2 separate regions of the Rattus norvegicus genome follow, and region 2 is linked to region 1. Evidence: chromatin contacts called from public Hi-C data. All regions are on one chromosome and are shown on one strand. The core of a region is the stretch at or near the end of the contact, and the rest is flanking DNA. Distances in the headings are between cores, read along the strand shown.

Region 1 (3,625 bases), core at 543-3,042:
AAAAAAAGAAAAGAAAAAAAAATAACTTCAGTGTTATTTCATTGACCTTGTGGGTAAGTGTGGTCTGTGACCATCCACACTTCAGTTCTTCCTGAAATGTCTGCACTTTGGGGGTAGGTGACTTATGGGGCCCTTGTTCACCCTGTGGAAGGTGCGGGTTGTACTCAGAGATCCTCCTGAGTTAGGTTCCATGAATCTAAGAAATAAATTTGTTTCTCTCATCCCACAATGAAGAAATTTTTTTATTTGATCAATATAATTTGGAAACACAACTGTAACTGAACATGTGCACTTTTGGGACATTGTTTCCTGTCCACGGGGCAGAGGAGTTATTTATATTGTATTAGGTATTCTAAGTGCTCTAGGCGAGATTGAAAGTTATGGGAAGATGTGAGTTGGTTACATGTAAATCCAATGCCATTCTATAGAAGGGGCTAGAGCGCCCCCAGATTCTATAGAAGGGGCTAGACCATCCCCAGATTCTACAGAAGGGGCTAGAGTGCCCACAGATTCTATAGAAGGGGCTAGAGTGCCCATAGATTCTATAGAAGGGGCTAGAGCATCCACAGATTCTATAGAAGGGGCTAGAGCGCCTCCAGATTCTAAAGAAGGGGCTAGAGCATCCCCAGATTCTATAGAAGGGGCTAGAGTGTCCCCAGAGTCTATAGAAGGGGCTAGAGTGTCCCCAGAGTCTATAGAAGGGGCTAGAGTGTCCTCAGAGTCTATAGAAGGGACTAGAGTGTCCCCAGATTCTATAGAAGGGACTAGAGTGTCCCCAGATTCTATAGAAGGGGCTAGAGTGTCCCCAGATTCTGTAGAAGGGACTAGAGTGTCCCCAGATTCTATAGAAGGGGCTACAGTGTCTCCAGATTCTATAGAAGGGGCTAGACCATCTCCAGAATCTATAGAAGGGGCTAGAGTGTCCCCAGATTCTATAAAAGGGACTAGAGCATCCCCAGATTCTATAGAATGGGCTAGAGCATCCACAGATTCTATAGAAGGGGCTAGAGTGTTCCCAGATTCTGTAGAAGGGGCTAGAGTGTCCCCAGATTCTATAGAAGGGGCTAGAGTGTCCCCAGATTCTATAGAAGGGGCTAGAGTGCCCACAGATTCTATAGAAGGGGCTAGAGCATCCGCAGATTCTATAGAAGGGGCTAGAGCATCCCCAGATTCTATAGAAGGGGCTAGAGTGCTCACAGATTCTATAGAAGGGGCTAGAGCATCCCCAGATTCTATAGAAGGGGCTAGAGTGCCCACAGATTTTAGACTCAGAGAAAGGTCCTAGAACCTGTCCCTGGACATCAAGGAACAACTTTATTTTTCGACAACAAGGCAATAGAGCTTCTAAATGTTTAAGTAACTCATATGGGTAAATAAATGGAGACACAAAGATGTCACAATGAAGCCTGCAAACCAGGCCAAGCACTCTTCCTAAGGCTTTCCTCAAATGTTGTTACCTTGTGACTATGGTGGCAGAAGAGGCTTTAGCTTTTAAAAATCAATTTAGATCTACAGAAGTCAGCCCAGTCTGAAGGGAGGTCTGCCCTTGTGAGTCAGTGGTAGGTCACACAGGCAGGAGTCACCGATAGCAGCAAAGATGTTGATATGCAAGATAAAACTAAACTTTAAAAAATTGAGGCCAGAGAGTAAACTCTAGCCAAAGATGCTGAGAAGTTGGACTTTAGAGTCTTGATTCCCAAAGAGTTGCAGGCAGCTGTGAGCACCACATGGTGGCATTACAGTAGAGTGGGATGCGGTGACTAAACCTATGACATGAACAGGATGTGGGTATGCATCTGTGTAGGAGAGCGTGTGCCATGGTATGCACACCACAGAGGGAAGCTTGAAGGAGGTGTTTCCTCTCTTTCTACCCCGTGGTTCTAGGGTTTGAACTCAGATCATCAGGCTTGGTGACACACTTAAATTCTCTGAGCCAGCTGGAGACAACAACTTATCATTATCATAGCATGACACTAAGTACAAGGACCAGGAGATTCGAAGATACTGCCTAATGGGCTCCTCCTTTCACAAAGGGAGAGGCTTGACCAGAGGCAGATCTGTCTGGTGTTACCCACACATTCTCTCCCATGGACTGTTCCCTTTCTGGAAGCCAGGGGAAAGCCGACAATTGTTGACACGTGCTGACTCTCGGGGTCATTGAGTAGAACCACCCACCACCACAGAGCTGCCTCCCAGGGCTGGCTCCTTTCCATTGGCCGTTTAAAGCATCTGTGTCATTACATCCACGCCTTGGTGCTTCCAAATCTTCATACTCTGGCTCAGGCACTTACCTCATTTTTTAGGCAAACCCAGCATGCTCACAAGAGGGGCTTGGCTATAAACTTTGCAACTTAACATTGGACTACCTAACTTCCCACAAGTATCAGCATCTTTCTTTTTTAAACCAGGTTATTTTTCTTTATAAAGATTTATTATGTCACACAAGTACATCATCACTGTCTTTAGTCACACCAGAAGAGGGCATCAGATCCAGTTACAGATGGCTGTGAGCCACCATGAACTTCCAGCTCCAAGAATCATTGTCTTTGAGGGGCCTGAGAAACAGCTACACCATAGCCATTCTTTGAGGAGCCTGAGAAATGGCTACACCATAGCCATTCTTTGAGGAACCTGAGAAATGGCTACACTGTAGCCTGTGCCCACTTTCCTGAGATCCCTTGGGTTACAGGCAGAAACAACAGCCTGTAACAAGTGCACACTGCTCTCCAACTTAGCTCCATCCTGCCGAAGGTCTGCTGACCCAATCGGAGTCCTCTTTAGGGTGTAACGACACCGCTTCATGGGGCAGAGCCTTTAATTGGCTGGGTTTCCTGGCCATACTTGTCATTTCAGGCTCGTTGAAGACGTCTCAGTCTTTTATTTAAAGTTCATTTCATTTCGCTCCCTACTAATGGCGTTAAAACAAATGTGAGTTTTAATCACGCTGTTTGATTTTCAGATTTGTTTCTACAGCAGGAGCTGCTACAAATAGCCATCTCCGCCTATTTGAGATCTGTGAATTCATTATGTCTATGTCTGTTCAGAGACAGTGTATGAATCGTCATGAAATAGATTTGCATATGCAAATGTCCACTCTAGCAACTAGTATTTCACACTGGCCTGCGTCTTAGGGTTTACATGGTGGTCATGAAACACCATGAGCAAAAGCAGCTAAGGGGGGAGAGGGTTTGTGCATCTTACCGCCTGTAGTCCATCAAGCAGAGAAGTCAGGCCAGGGATTCAAGGTAGAAACCTGGAGGCGGGACCTGATGTAGAGGCCATGGAAGGGTTCCTGCGGTCTGCTTAGTGTACTTTTAAATATCACCTTGGATACGGACCCAGGGGTGGTGCCTCCTATAGTCAGCTAGACCCTCCCACATCAATCATAAAGAAAGAAAGTGCCCCCAAAGACTTTCCCAGAGGCCAATCAGGTGGGGACATTTTCTCCTTGGAGATTCCTTCTTCTTCACAAGCGACTCTAACTTGTGTTAAGTTGACATAAAACCAGTTAGTGCAACTTGCAATCGATACCTGCTGGGAATGGGAAAAAATCATTTTTCTCTAATGGAGTGTCCCTGGATGTATCAACACACATCCCAGAGCAGGCAGGCTACATGCCCAGGAA
Region 2 (3,625 bases), core at 421-2,920, 500 kb after region 1:
GCTGATTTCTGGGAAACGCCTCTGGCCAATCCCCACCCCTAAAACAAAACAAAAAACAAACAAACAACAAACTGCTTTTGTCTCTTTCCACCCTTTCTGTGCTACTGTCCTTAGCAGTCAAGTCCCCGCCTCTAAGGAGTGCTCTGTGGAGAGGACCTTCCGCTTGTCTCCTGGGAGAGGGCCCCTTACACAGTGATGCTGTCCACCCACTCATTGGGACAGCTGGGCAAGCGGCAGCAAGGTCGCCGGCTCTGTGGCTGAAGAGAGCTAAGAGTCTCACAATAGTGGCTGACATTCTCTGTGCCAGAGTCTGCTTAGTGTTCATTATTTCACCATAACTCTCCGAGGTGGTGAATACCCTCATTTTATACTTAAGAAAACCCAAGACCCAGGGAGGTTAAGCAACCTATCTGAGCACACACAGCTAGTTAGGATTAGCGTTGAGACAACAAAGGCCAAAGCCTTCCACTCTTAGAGCCTCAAGGCGAGCAAGCACATACACATGCTACATCTACGGTTCTCCTTCCTGGCTCTCAAGGGTCAACACAACCATCAAGTCTTTTAAAGCAAGTCCCTGTCTCATACAAAAATCCCATTTTCTTGAGTATCAACCTAGCTTTATCTAACCTCCATCTTTAAGCTGGCTTGCAGGGAGCAGAAGGGCTCTGGTCTATGGGAGAACATTCAGGGTGCCCCCCCTTCCCCGGAATGTCTGTCTGTGTAAGACTAAACCGAGCTGTATAAATCTTGTCCAGGAAAAGAAAAGAACGGTTGTGCGGGAGTTCCAGCTGCTGGGACCCAGGGCGCACAACCCTGGGAGATCAGAGGGGAGCCAGACCGATTGATTCCCGGCCCAGAGCGCCCTGTGTGAAGCAAACCCTCCTCAGATTTCTAAGGTTTCCAGGAGGGCAGGTTGGCTGGGAGCCTTGTAGTGCCGAGGAGACTGAGGATGCATTCTGCCATGTGGTTCCAAAGATAAAGTTGAGGGCAACAGACTGGATAACAAGCTAGACTCCCTTCTACTTCTGATAAGATAGAGGGCCTCTGTCTTTGAACGTGTTATTAATACTCCGCTCAGTTCTGTGGCCAGTGGGAGATCTGTGAGCCCGTTCCTTTCATCAGGAGAAGCTAGGGCTTCCTCAGGTCTATGGGAGGGGGGTTATAGACAGAACCCAGGGCCCAGGATATCACTCAACATCTGGGTTCTTTCTTGGGCTCCTGGGAGTGGGGGGGGGCAAGCCCCAGCATAGCCTTGAGGCTTCTGCCACAAATGTCTCCCTAGCTATGTAACCAGGTTTAATAAAACATGGATATTGTATAATAAATACTGCATTTTCATGAATCTGCCCGTGAGATCAAGTGCTGTGCTAGAAAATATTATGAAATATGTATCACAGTCTCTTACAGCCTCCTCAGAGCATTTTATATAAATCGCTACCTGTCAGAAGAGTTTGTGGAGAGAACCGGGGACTCGATGGAAGGCCCACAGCTTTTCTCAGTTGCTGTGAGATATTAATATATTATCATAACGTTTTTAAAAATGCAAATCCGCCCCTGGTATTCATATGCTCTGAATGGCACCCTAAGAAACACGCCTTCCAGCCACTTGAGCAATCACCGCTCCTGCCCCAGCCCTGCTCCCTGAAGGTCCCCTTGGCAAATAGCAGCTAAAACACTGCTCGACAGTGCCCTCTACTGGCGGGGAATGAGAACTCGCTACCTCCGCTCCGAGGCTCTCTTTTTCCAAGGGTCTGGGCCACTTTCTCTCATCATCTCCCTCCTTACCTCGCCTTGTTTTCATGTACTGGAACTCGTTCTGTAGACCTAGTTAAGGGTGTCACGGACCCTCTTCCTCACACGTCCCCGTCTGCATCCTCTTTGCATTCTCCTTTTTTGCTTTCTTGCGACTCATTTCCAGCCCTTGCCTTTCCATTTAGAAGCCAAACACCAACAAACCTCAGGAATTTTTTTATGCGAATTTCGTGTTGGTGATGTGAGAGCAAAACCTGTGCCTGTCTTTTGCCACGGAGGGAAAAGCAGCATCGCTTTGGTGCCCTCGGTTTCCGAAGCTCTGGGGAGTTGCTAAATAAGGCTTTTCCCTCTCTCATTCAGCTTCTTCTGAACTGAAACCAACCCACAGCATGGGATGGAGACACACTTCGAATATACTGCTGTACTCCACTTAATTATTTTTCTGCTGACCTCCATAACAAAACCTGCTTGGCTGCTGCTCCCGGATAACTCACCGAGAACAGGAGGGGTCAAGTTATTTGCCAGCTGGTCAAAAATGTTGCAAGTTGCAAAGTATTCCCGGCGTTCTGTCCATATGTGGCAAATTATGACCTGAGGACTACCCAGATCTCTGCTGAGGCCCACAGGTTTAGGACTTCTCTGTGAACCCCCTAAGTTACAAGCCAGGAACTTCCACAGAAGCCTGGTCTTCGAAAGCATTGTGTGAGTGTGAACCGATTCTGTTAGCCACAGCACGGCCCCCTCAGGCCTTCTTTCTGTCTTGATGCTGAAGTATGGGCAGCTCCTGGGGACGGTCTCACAGGTTTTTCAACTTTATGTATATGCATGACGGTCACACCCCGAGACTAGCAGGGGACTCAGGGAGCCTTCTTTTATTCTCAGGTGAACGGTTCCAAAGTCTCATTCCAGAAAATTCTACCAAGAGTCCAAGGGGTAGAACTTGGGCTCTGAACAGAGCCCCAACTTCAGACCACCTGGGTGATGAAGCCAGCATTCCCGTCTGCCCTTTATCCCTCTCCCTCACCCCTGTTCTATAGGACACCTCGTTGCTGAGTAACTCACATCCTCATCAACCTTTGCCCTGCCATGGGCTCAGAATGCTGCTCCCGTATGCCGTAGGCAACTAGGAGGAAGGTGTCTCATTGGAGCAGCAATCTGACAGCCTGACCATGGATTCATTCTGCTTCAATGGTCATCCAAACTAGACATTCATGGGTGACAAACCTCTAGGTTCTCCATTCATACATATTTCCATGAAAACAGTGGATGAATCTTCACGGCTGTCCTAGGATGAAGGCAGTTTATCATCTAGGTAACTTAAATGCAACTACATAAAAATAGCATATATTTTATACACATATATGCCATATATGAATATATTACATATAAGACTATGTTAAGAGATATGTATATATATGTGTGTATATATGGCATCTTATATATCTGATGTGTTTGTGTGTGTGTGTGTGTGTGTGTGTGTGTGTGTGTGTGTGTATCTGATGTGTTTTGGTTTTTGGCAACTGTATTACATGGTAAATAACATCCTGTTATCATGTCGGAAAGTTGGACCCACTCGGGAGGCAATTCAGAGACATTCTAACAGTAATATTTAGTTACCCACATTACCAAGCACTGGATCATCTTTAACTGCATGGGGAGAAGAAAGCCCATCATCCCTTGGTTTTCTCTCTTCTAGATTTTCCTATCCTAGAGAATGTGCACAGAGATGTCCTTTCTAGAACCAAAGTTGAGCTTCAGAAATTTGTTGACCGGAATATGGAGAAAGCTTAGCTCCTTCCAACGCTCTGGAAACTACCTTTCTCTGCTTGGAATGTGGCTCCCCCTACAGGTTGCCCACCTCTGATCATCCCTG

What was found. Hi-C and Micro-C count contacts between places; a contact is called where the count stands out from the background.
Region 2: a Hi-C map of the A7r5 cell line shows a contact between it and region 1, with 6 times the contacts expected there. The contact joins two enhancer-like sites. A contact is called at or near these places in 3 of 12 Hi-C or Micro-C datasets (the A7r5 cell line, the Rat2 cell line and Schwann cells).

Annotation. Positions count from the first base shown.
Region 1 is chr9:47,993,944-47,997,568 of GRCr8, forward strand. All of the region lies in intron 9 of Aff3 (ALF transcription elongation factor 3), which reads right to left. Among named protein-coding and RNA genes, the nearest start is that of Trnat-agu33, 68 kb to the left of the region's middle. Within about 2 kb of position 1,793, at least 9 of the 93 cell types and tissues checked have an H3K27ac peak or open chromatin away from gene starts, as enhancers often do. A contact at or near this core is called in the A7r5 cell line, where this site is marked.
Region 2 is chr9:48,494,536-48,498,160 of GRCr8, forward strand. No RefSeq gene overlaps it. Among named protein-coding and RNA genes, the nearest start is that of Lonrf2, 70 kb to the right of the region's middle. Within about 2 kb of position 1,671, at least 6 of the 93 cell types and tissues checked have an H3K27ac peak or open chromatin away from gene starts, as enhancers often do. A contact at or near this core is called in the A7r5 cell line, where this site is marked.